Regions from separate parts of the Sus scrofa genome. Here region 1 is linked to region 2. The links are chromatin contacts, called in public HiChIP or PLAC-seq maps. All regions are on one chromosome and are shown on one strand. Each heading gives the region's core, a stretch centred on a gene start, on an enhancer-like site or on the middle of the called end of the contact. The rest is flanking DNA. Distances are from core to core; before and after follow the strand shown.

Region 1 (5,830 bases), core at 2,541-5,040, 130 kb after region 2:
ACTTGCATTTATATTGCTATTCTACTCTGTCATAAAAGCAGCCACCTTGTAACCCTTTTTATCAAGTAATCTATGCACTACCTAAAAGTACACTAGACTCCATCAGGCGAGCTGTAGGTTTACATTACACAAACATACCAATTCTGCCGGTTCAGCACTAGTTGTCAATAAAAGCAAGCACTTGCAAAACAGCAAAGTAGGTTGCTTGCCTCCCAGAACAGCTAGGAGCCTGCCAGTTTTGCAAAACAAACTCTCTGCAATCACCAAAGCGAATCTGTCAACAAATTACTATTAAAGTCATACCTCCCGAAAGTTCAAAAAGAGATTTCTGATTAGACAAGAGATAGGGAGTACTTTTTTATTAGTATTATTAGCTCACAGGTCAGGGCTGAAAATTACCTTCTCAAAGTAGCAATGCTTTTGCATCAAGTCAAGAGGGTCCACTTCACTCATAATGAAATGTGGCATCTGGGTTCCTATTACTACGCTCTCTTATGTACACAACTCTTTTTTTTTTTTTTTTTCCTTTCTTTCTTTTGTGTTTCCTGGGCCATCTTAATTTCCAATGGAGAGATTAATGACATACAACTGTTCAGAAATCAGAACTTGAAAGAATTTCATACAAGGCTCACATCACAAGTTACATAAATCTTTTGACAACAGTATTTTGATGGAAGGCAGGTCTAAACAACAGAGAACTAAATTTAGCATTCAGGGTGAAAGATGACTTTGCCAGAAATAGCCACAAAAGGAATTGAGAAAAAGTGTGTGTTTGTTATTGTTGTGGCTGCTTTTTCTTTATTTGTCAGAATTATCTGAATTCCTGTCTCCGTTTTGTTTCAATTTGTTTGTATGGTTTTTGCTAACATTTTGGTAGCACTGATTCCTACAAACTATTTTTGACCCTCAAAATTTTCTTTAGTATTTGAACTCTACCTTGTGTCCCCAATGAGTTTATCTTAGCAGAGCAATTCCTTTAAAATTATACCTCGGGTCTTCACCTTCCAGTGAAGGAAGGCACTAGCCCCTATCACAGGGCCCAGCTTCATGAATAATCTTGTCATCTTCTATAATGTCTTCTGAAAGCTTCCATTTTTGGACAGAGATGGGGAACCTCTTTACTCTTTCAACGGCATCCAAAGACAGTTCCTGGCAGCTACAATGGGAAAAGTCCACTTGAGGGTGTTCCTACAAAGTATATAAGCAGCCTTTTCGAAAGAAAAAAATAATGGTGGGGCTCACCTGGCCACTGGTAACCTTGTCTTTACACCTAGCGCCATATCTAATTACCTGGGCTTCCTTCTGTGGATGGAGAAACAAGGCAAAGGATGGCCACTGGAATTTCACACAGTCCCCCTCAGGAGGATGGGTAAGAATGAGAAACAAAGGGAGGGCTCCTTTCAAATGAGCTTACTGCCCATTCACCCATCTAACACTGACAGCTATTTCTTCCAGGCATTGTTTCCCACAGAGGCAGTTAAAATTTGAAATGGTGGTAGACTATCCTTCCTGCTCTGTTCAAGATCCACTGGTAACTTCAGTAACAAAAACCAAAGGAAGGGATTCATTCTGCCATTTTGACAATGAAGAGAGGAATTCCTGAGTTTCTCTGGTCCCACGTCATTCATATATATATACATATATACATATATATATGTGTATATATATATATATTTTTTTTGGGGGGGGGAGTCATCTTTTTAGGGCTGTACCCTCAGCATATGGAACTTCCCAGGCTAGGGGTCCTATCAGAACTGCAGCTGCCAGACTAAACCACAGCCACAGCAACGCCAGATCCAAGCCATGTCTGCAACCTACACCACAGCTCATGGCAACACCGGATCCTTAACCCACAGAGCAAGGCCAGGGATCAAACCCGTGTCCTCATGGACATTAGTTGGGTTCATCACTGCTGAGCCATGATGGGAACTTCCTGTATCATAATTAATCTTTTACCTCCTTCAATGGCTCATTGGTAAAATTCAACCCAATGGACCCTTCTCCTTTCCTCTCCTGATTTTGCAGAAGCTCCCTATCCTTTCTATTTCTCTTACCACCTTAAGAGTTACAGAATATTTTCTCTTCCTTTTACATTATTAATGTGAAACATGTACCACTATCTTTTGGGCAAAAATGTCTAACACCTTACACCAAATGTCAAAGAGGCTATATAAAATAAACACACCACTTATCCATTCTCTTCAAATAATATATCTTTGAATTCCATATGTAGTTTTATCTTTTTAAAGTGTCTTTCTCTACAGACTACTTCTAATCTGCCCTACTCATAGAAAACGATAGCCACACCTCAAAACTCTAGCAACCAAAGCTCTCCCTACACTGATTTGCAGACAATAAAAGTGCCAGGTGGTACCAAAAAAATAAAAAAAGAAAGAAAGAAAAGAAAAAAAGTCCATCATTAAATGGAATGTTGTTAAAAAATAGCTGTTTTATTTAACAGCTATTCATTTTTATTGAATAAACATTTTCTAGTATGCATTCTGTTAATTGACCTGACAGCATATGCTGTATATGGAGAAACTTCTAAACATTATGCTCTATGTAATATGCTTATCTGAAAAAGCTCTCATTTGCAGCAATATGGAAATAAAATTCTGCTTTCTAAAATTCAAGACTTTTAAAATGCATTAATCCACACACTTTAAAAAATTGCTCTGGACATTTTAAAATCCTTTCTTTAAGGGGAAAAAAAACCACTTTAGTAATTGGTAATAGTATTTGTTGCTGAGTTTCATAATGGAGGAGTCCATATCCAGCACAGAACTTTTACAGACCTAGAAATGGGGTGGGCATAATAGGAAATAAAAAGCAGTTATGGTATTGGGTAGAGAATTATTCAATGGCTCAAGGAGCATGTTGGGAAACTCTATCAAATTATAGTATTAGAAAACTATTGTTATAATCGTTTCATGGCTCAGATGCAAGTAGAGTTGAAACATTACAGAGATAATATATTTAGTTTTGAGAGAGGAAGACGGCTTGTGAGTGTGTGGCTGGGCTCCTCCAGCTAATGGTAGCACCTCTCCTAGGCTGATGGCTTCTGAGTGATGATGGCAACTTGCAGACCAAAATCACCAACTCTGCGGCCTAGAGGGCACAAGTGAGCCAACGTAGTGGATGGGAACTGGGGCTGGAGAGCTTCAGACTCCCTGACACAGCAGCAGTTCATCTCCCCAGATTGTTACCCGGGTAGGAGTATCCGGCCCTGGTTACCAGATCTGCTGATTTTTCAAGAGAATATGGAAAAGCCAGATTTTGCCCTTTTTTTTTTTCCGAGGTTATCAACCACGTCATTTAAAAAAACAACAATTCTGTTTGGACCCAATTTGGCCAATCTATAGACCAAACCCAGCACAGAAGTCACTCACTCCACCACGCATCTTCACAAAAGCTCTTCATCCTAAAAAGGCCCTTGGTCTCATTTGTAGTTATCTTCAGTAATATGAATCAAACATGAAAAGGTTTGCATTTATTTACCTTAAATCCTGGCACTAGGTAAAAATTCTCTATCGTCCATGATTGTACTGGTGCAACTGGAAAATCCTAGAATGTTCAGTTTCATACACAGCATAATTAACTCATTTTTATACCAAGCCCTTTTAAGCCAGATCTTTTTGTTCCATGGACTTCTAACATATTTTACAGTTCTAATTCTCTTCCACTGTCCTACATTAATCAAAGCTGTAACCCCTGTTGTCTTTGTACTACAGAATCAGAATGTGCCCCTGGCGAGGAATGGGGGAAAAGTCAACAGGAATTAAATTTCAGTGCAACTGTTTACTCAACTGTGGCCTGCAGTTATTGAAATTTTATCCGTGGTTTTGTGTGACTACCGCAGTAATGAATTCAGCATGGCTGTGATTTTCTCACTGCTGGTATTCTCACTTCAAGTAAAAACCTGTAGAATACAAATGACGAAAACAACCCACGTCCATCACGGTGACACTCAGATTTCTCCAAACTGTTTAATTGTTGCAGTTTTCAGTCTGGAAGAAAACTGATCACACGAGTCCTGTAAAACTTTTTTGATACTTAAAAAGTTTTTTTTCTTATTTCATCTACAGATTTTCTCCCCCCGCCCCAACAACCTGTTAAGAGCCTCCATCGTACACTTAGGGAAGTCACACAGCTGTCAGTATTTTATTTTAAAAGACCGAAAAGGCTGGCCAACCACAGTATGTGGGGTTTTAGCCACAATGATAGAGCCAACTGCTTTCTTCCTTCCCAGAACATATGAGTGGCAAATAGGTATATAATTGTTATAAAAAAATATTAATAGCACTTTGAAGCACAATCAAAAGGTATAGACTTTTATATTAATAACTCATAACAAGATATTTTCCATAGTGGGTATAGCCAAGATAAAGTTACTGATGGTTTTCAAGGAAGATGCTGTTAAAAGGCTCTCAACCTTCTTCTGGGAGGTCAGCTTGTGGTTTCTGTTAGTGGGCTAGGGGTGTGTGTATGTGTCTCTGTGTGTATGTCTCTCTGTATGCGTATCTGTGTGTATGTTGAGAGTATATAAAGTTTTTGGCAGACTTACAACTTTGAGACAGCAAATGGTTTTTATTTCTTCAAATAAAACTCAGAAGTTCATTTCCTATTTATCTGATTAACATACTCTAAATACTAATTACTCAGGGTGCATACCCCATTAGTCAACAGCCTCCCCTCAGCTGCTCCATAAAGAAACAGTTGATCTTGGCCTCTCTATGGTAAGGGCATAGAAAATGGCAAATCCAATTACCAACTACTTATTCCCAAAATAACCATAACTATCTGAGAATATCACATGAACAAACACACACACACATATAAATATATATACATACACATACACATACATATACCTTTCTACCACTTACTGACAGGCTTTGTCAACACTCTCACTGGGTAGAATTTGGCCATTTGTACTAATGCAAATACCCCAAGTTTATACACAACAGAGATCATAAATCTCAGCCGATATGATGTGTACCAGGGAGCAGGCGCAGTCAAGTTTGAGCTGCCACTGAGAGAGAGATTAAATCGCTCCTCCGAATTAAGATCTTAGCTTGTCTGTTCGTTTCCTTCTCTTTCTCTCTGTTGTATCTTTCCCGGACAGATTCCACTGCCTTGTGCTGGTTCCACCAACCTCTGATCAGCTAACAATGTGATGATTCCTTATTTGTAAAAATTCTCAGCAAGGAGAAAACCAAGCATGCTTTAGACCCTGGTAAAAGCCATATGCCTAAGACACGAAAGGATGGCCTTTGCTTCTCTGATACAGAGTCCAAGAAAATGGTTGGAGAGGTTTGCCTTTTTCTTCCTGTTCTCTCATCCCCCAACAATTTGTTTCATTCAGAAAGGCCTCAAGATGCATCATTCTTTTTTTCACCTTTTTCCAAATGGCACCATTACTTTGTATTGAATCAAGGAATCAAACACTAACATGCAACAAAAGTCAACCAGTATCATAGACAAAAGCAAACAGTATTTCCTCATTCCAAGAACGGCTGAGAAAACAATGCCTATCTTCAAACAAATGTCATTACTTATTGGAATCTGCATCAACACTCTGGCCACACAACACCACCTTCTAGGTCACACCCTTTACCATCTGGAAGTATTTTACCAGTCACTGCCAGGTACCCACTTAAATGCCTAGAAAGGATATAAGAGGAAGGAATATGTCTCAACTTATGTGTATTTTGGGGAGCCACCAATAAGACACATTAATAGGATTTAGCCACATACCAACTGCCATAGGTATATAAGAAACATCTGTAAGTGGCTCATCTCCCCAGATTTCTCCAGGTAGCAGCAAACA
Region 2 (6,061 bases), core at 262-2,761:
TTGACTGCACATTCCTCTTGGAAAATCTAGTACAAATGAACAAAAAGCAAAAAAGAAAAAAGAAAAGAAAAAAGGCCACTTCTTAAAAAAAAAGAAAGGGACACTTGATTTAAAGTTAAAAAAAAATGGCTTCTTTAACACTGACTTCCTAATAAAATAAATGTAACTTATTTTTTTTTTCTTAAGCAGATTAGTCATTGATAGTATGATTCACATTTCCTGTTATCAGGCTTAATTTTTCCCCCAAATGTGTCACTTTCAAAATGTTGGAATCTATGGAAATTAGGTGATTTGCATTTTTAAATTGGCTTGATTAGAACATTTGGTCTGTGTGGACAAGAATATAAAATTATTAGATATTTCACTCCTAACCGGCAGGCCTTGAAGGAGTTAATCCCAAAGAGGAAGAGTCTATATGTACTTTGCTCTAAAACTTTACCACCCACTTCCTAAAGATCCCCTCCTTCCCATCACGACACTTGAGGGGGGTGGTGGGGGGAGAAAGTCTGTTTCCACGACCGACCCTCTTTCAGGCAGATCTGACAGTTGAGTTAGCTACATTCAGAGCCGGTTCGGATGGGAGTACCCCGTAGCAATTCCTCAGTCGGCTTCGCGTCCTACCCAAACCCCACTCACTACTTAATTAACCAGCAAAGTACTGCAACAGAGGCTAAGGCTCCTCAACCTGCCTAAGTGTCCTTCCGCCGGTCTGGCCGTCTTGGTACGGGGCTCTATTCGTCTCCCTCCACCCTTAACTGTGTATGAACTCCTTGAATTTGAACAGCTAAGCTGAAAATAGCCTAGACAGATATAGAAACAAACTATCAGAAGCAAAGAAACATCCACCCGGGTTACGCTGAGACGGAAGGCTCCTTGTATATTTCACACGCTCTGAAAAGTGACATAAATCACACCCCAGATACGTCCCCCGAATGGAGTGATGGCGAGGGCTTTACCAAAGTGGCTGCCTGAAGGCCAGACCGGCAGAAAAAGAATCGCGAACGAGAAAAAGAGAACGAGCGAGAGCGCGAGAGCAAAACACAAGCAGGACTTCCTCCAACTCTCAACTACACCCCACCCATGAACATTTAAAAAAAGGGAGAGCGAGAGAGAAAGGGGGGTAAAATCTCTCTCTTCCAGGACCCACAGGCCTGGAGCTGCTTCTTCCCACCCCTCCACCCCCTCCCCCGCCTCCACTTCCAGAGCACAACTCCCACCCAAGTTGGTAAACAGCGATTGTTATTATTATTTTTTCCGAAAGACTCAACTTAGAAACCCTCGGGCGCTCCTGCCTTCCCCAGCGAGGCCCCAGGAAGCTGGCACCGCGGAGCCCGGGGAAGGAGAGCAGAACGGCAAAGATCAATCATGGGGACCAACCTGACACTCTCCATGTAGCCGCCAGGCGCGGGGAGCCGGCTCGGGGCGCCCGCGCGGGCCGGGCGTGGGGTCCGGCGGCCTCGGCGTGCAGGCGGACTGCACGCGCGCAGGGGCGCTCCGGCTCGCGGGCTGACAAGACGCACCGCGCCGCGCCCACCCGCCCCGCCCTGCTCCACCAATCACAACCCGCCTCTAAACACCCCGCGCCGCGCCGCGCCGCGCCCCACACAATGGGCTCCGCGGCCCGCGCCCCGCGCCCGCGCCCCCGGCCCCCTCCGCGCGGCAGGTGAAATCGCGCTCGGCGGAGACCCTGCTTTTGTTTCGGGAGCAACTCTGCTTAATTGCTGTTAACCCTTTGACCCGCCTCTGGCTGACGTCTGGGAAGCCGGGCGCGGCGCGCATCTCTCCCTCCAGCCGGGGCTGCCGGGTCGGGGCTTTTTGGTGGGGTGGCGTGTTTGTTTCCTCTTGGAAACTGACAAAGAGTTGTCCCAGCCTTTCAGAACAACCCGAGCGGCAAAGCAGGGGAACCGGCGCGCCCGGCGCACGCCCTGACTGCTTGGAGCAACTGTTTAGAATCGGAAGGGGATGCGGGGCTCAAAGACAGCACAGGAGAACTTCCTCGAAAACGGCCTTTGCGGGAGAACTTTCGCTTCACGTCCCTGGTTTAACCAAGCCTCAGCCTCTTTGATTCCCCCCGCCCCCTTTCTTTCCAAGAGTCGGCTTCGCCAGAGTGTGCTTGTGCGCGCGGAGGGAAACTAACCCGACACAGGGGTTGAAATAAATAACCACCAACGTGCCTCGTCGCTGAACCAAGCTACTTCCCCTCTAGAACGACAGCTGCTGAAGAAAGCATCTGCCACTCGTTCGCTAAGAAATAATTCTCTAAATTCCTTTCTTATTTATACAACAACAGCAACAACACAGGCTACTCTCACTGAGCACTTTAAGATGACCTCTATCAGAAATAGTTACTGCTCTTTAATGCTATTTAAAACAGAGTACAGTGTGGAAAAAAAAAGTCACCAATATGCTAAACTTTGTTGGCTCAACTGGCATGATTTAAGTGCCAGGTTAATTTCATCATTTTCGGCAGTTCTAGAAATCACCTCTCTAATCTACCATCAATTTACAGAAAAACTTTTTTGGCCCATCCTTAAAAACAACAACAAAACTCTAACATTTTTACATTTTTCCTCAAAATATATGAGGAAAAGGAGTAGTGGTGACATCAGTGATTACCTAGTTTCCCTCAATTAAAAAAAAAAAAAAAAGCAACAGATTCTAACCCGGTCATTTCAGGAGTTTTACTGGAAAGTATTTTTCCATTTGAGCTGTTAATGCAGGTTACTACAAACCAGAAAGCATATTGATAATATTTCCAATCAAGCAAAGGCCTGAATTTCAATCAGGTCAGCAGCGGAACAGGCAATTTCCACCCCCCACCCCCCCCAGTAATCTGGCAGCAAAGGAGACAAAAGCGCCAGTTGACTGTCAACTTATGATCAGATGGTAAATGGGCACAGCACAGATCGCGCTCCACCCTAAAGTGTTTTTATGTCAGATAACAAATTTATTAATGGGATTTTTCAGGTCACAAAAATGTGACCCCACCCTCTCATGAATATTTAGTAGAGAACCACTGGGCGTTCTTTTTTGGGGGGAGGGAGAGGGGCCTTAAATCTGCCAGTGCACCATGAATCAGTAGAGTTCTGACTCTTAAAGAGACAAGGGCCTCCTTCGGGTAGGGGCTGGCAGGGCCCCAAAGACAGGAAATAAAAATATAGGAAGTTCTCTCCAACCAAGGCACAGTGAGAAAGTAGAAATGTTCATTTCAAAATCCACATGCGATTTTTTTTCAAAGGTATTAAAATTCGTTAGAGATTTAATGTCTGTGAACGACATCAGGGTGCCCTGTGAATAAGCAATTCGTTCTTTTGAAAAGACAAGTTCTTCAAGAGGCATCCATAAAACTGGAGCATGCTTTTACAAGTTGGCCTATGTCCTGTGCAGGTCAGCATTTATAAGCTAATAGTCTCCAGGAACATCAAAACAAACAATACACAAACAAACAAACAACAAACATTACAGACGCCTGTGACCCAGCTGTGGAGACGAACCTTACACAAAATAATTAGGGAGTGATGCAATGCGATGGTTACACAAGTACTAAATTGCATGGTGGTGGCATTAAGCCCCACGAGACCAGAGGGAAGGGGCAGATCCATGGAGCAGGAGGTCTGGGAAGGCCCCTTGGGGAGGTGGTGTTTAGAGGACTGATGATGTGGATAAGGGGGGAGGTGACAGTTTGGAGAGGGAAGTGGCTCAGCAAACGCAGAGGCCACCTGGAGCCCTTCCCGCCCTCTCTCCAAACATGACATGGTGACTCAGAGACCACTTCTAGGCAAGGAAACGTACCATCAGAGATAAACCTGGATAAGCTTTATATGTCCAGGCCATTTTGATGATTTCTGGGCTCTCAAGATCGCTTTGCATGTGGTCCTGTCTACCTGCCTTATGTCTGGGATCCAGTGAGAACTGGAACTTTTCAGGTCTGGAATACAATGTGAAATGTTAAAAGTTGTAGGGACTTAGAAGATTTAATTAATGCCATCTATTCTGTGAGTGCCAGGTCATTTTGGAAAGGTTGGGTCAGAAAGACAAAAAAAAAAATAAAAAATTTAAAAAACAGCAGCATTTGGACACAGGGTTGGGGGGAGCTTTAGAAGAATCTGGAGTGGGGCACAGGCTTTAGAATGGGTTACTCAGCCACAGGGTCCCTTTTAGTTGTCACAACTTGAACAGAAATTGCAACCCCCATTTTCCAGAGAAGGAAACTGAAGTTCAGAAAGGCAGTGTGATTTTTTTGTTTTTCTCTCTAAGAATCACACACACCCAGTACCACAGGCCACAAGGGGAAACAAGACACTGAATAGTTACAGAAAAAGAGAGGCCACGATAATGTAAAATGAATACCCAAGGTGGAAAAAGGGCTAATGTTTAAGGAAGGGTGAAGGAAATGCTAAATACCATACTTAAGAATATTTCTGATGCCCACATCCTAACACCCACAACAGATACAACCCTTGTTCAAACACCACATATTAAGAAACCTGTCAGTTGCTAAATGAGTCCATTGTGCAGCTGGCTATGTACTTAAGAACAGATTACTATGATCCCACACCAAACTCTAACCACCAAATAACACACCTGGGACTAAAATCATGTATTATATGTGGTTCGGCTGAGCCTTGAACGCAAAAGAAAGTGCAAGGTTTTAGTGCCCATTCAGAGCTGAGAATGTAGATAAGGTGAATTAAACTAAGAGTCAGAAGGAGCATCTTGTCAGGACACTATTCCCACACGCTGATGGATGGTATGGCAGCCGAAGGAGACGTCTGCCATGGTGCTGGGTTCCCACTGAGGCCCTGCTTTTCCAGAAGCTGCTTGGCAATAACCAGGGAAAGGACGTGTAAATGGACACTGGTTCACATATTTCTAGCAACACAGAGCAAGAGACCTCCCCAGATAAAGCCAGTCATCTCTACCACATTCTCATGGGAAACTTCTGCCATTTGTGTTGCCGCAAGAAAGTTGATCTGCCCGTGGGAGTAAAGTAAAAACTGATGGGAGTTCCCTGGTGGCACCATGGGTTAAGTGCCTTGCATCATCACTGCTGTCACTGGTGCTGTGGCTCCAGCCACAGTTGTGGCACCAGTTCGATCTCTGGCCCCGGAACTTCAACACGCCATGGCGGAGGCCAAAAAATAAAATAAAATTTTAAAATACTTTAAAAATTAAAAAAAAAAATCAAAACTGGTGAACAAGTAGAGGGTTGGAAAAAAAAAAAAATCAACCTGGACATGAGCAGCCCAAATTTTAATTCCCTACCATCTTCCAAACAACCCTTGCTTTCATGCTTATTTCTTTTCCCTTCTCCAATTAATTTAGTGGCACTCCCAGAACATGTTCTGAAAAGACAGGACTTAAAAAGATTCAACCAACTGGCTTTGTTGCTAGAGAGAAAATGCTGAAGCAACGGGAATACAAAATTTAGCCCCCTTGCTCCAGGAACAGGCTTGATGACCTGCCCAGGGAAGTGAGTCGCTTTCAGAAGGAGCCCTGCTTTAGTATTTCTGATGTCTCCAAAGACCGCCAACCGGCAGCCAATTAAGAGATACTAAATTGCAACAGCCAAACCCGATTCTTGAGATTTGGGCATTTGTCTCTAAGGAACTCCTGTTCCTTCCTGATTTAAGTGGTGCTTTTACTTAAAAAATATAAATTAATACATCACCCAACTACAGGGAGCAAAAGCACTTAGCTCCATATTGATATTGTTTATGTCACTGGTATGTCTATGTGGACAGTGAAGGTAATTACGTTGTTTTTCTTCTGTACCCACTTGGCCAAGGGAAAAGGCTGTGAGTTCTTGCTCCTGCACAGGAGTTTAAATTTCTCTTCATGACATCCTCCAAACTGTCATTAGCATCTTAATTTGATGCAGTATCTCATAATGCAATTATTCCCAGTTAATTTTATATATACACATTGTGACATGTCAACATTCAGGTGACTTATGAATTTGATGGGTACATAATAAGCTATTGGAACAATTATTGCCCCCTCCAAAAAAAAAATTCCCTTCCTCTTAATGGAAAGACATTTATAAAACATTGCTGGTAAA

The links. HiChIP or PLAC-seq counts read pairs in DNA pulled down with a chosen protein or histone mark.
Region 1: an H3K27ac HiChIP or PLAC-seq map of skeletal muscle shows a contact between it and region 2. The contact joins two enhancer-like sites. A contact is called at or near these places in 4 of 47 Hi-C or Micro-C datasets (embryonic fibroblasts, fetal skeletal muscle and skeletal muscle) and 1 of 2 datasets of contacts at active chromatin or transcription factors (skeletal muscle).

The regions. Positions count from the first base shown.
Region 1 is chr13:52,583,336-52,589,165 of Sscrofa11.1, forward strand. All of the region lies in intron 6 of FOXP1 (forkhead box protein P1), which reads right to left. Among named protein-coding and RNA genes, the nearest start is that of FOXP1, 390 kb to the right of the region's middle. Within about 2 kb of position 3,791, at least 4 of the 83 cell types and tissues checked have an H3K27ac peak or open chromatin away from gene starts, as enhancers often do. A contact at or near this core is called in fetal skeletal muscle and skeletal muscle, where this site is marked.
Region 2 is chr13:52,455,685-52,461,745 of Sscrofa11.1, forward strand. The region is part of intron 7 of FOXP1 (forkhead box protein P1); the gene reads right to left. Among named protein-coding and RNA genes, the nearest start is that of FOXP1, 520 kb to the right of the region's middle. Within about 2 kb of position 1,512, at least 67 of the 83 cell types and tissues checked have an H3K27ac peak or open chromatin away from gene starts, as enhancers often do. A contact at or near this core is called in fetal skeletal muscle and skeletal muscle, where this site is marked.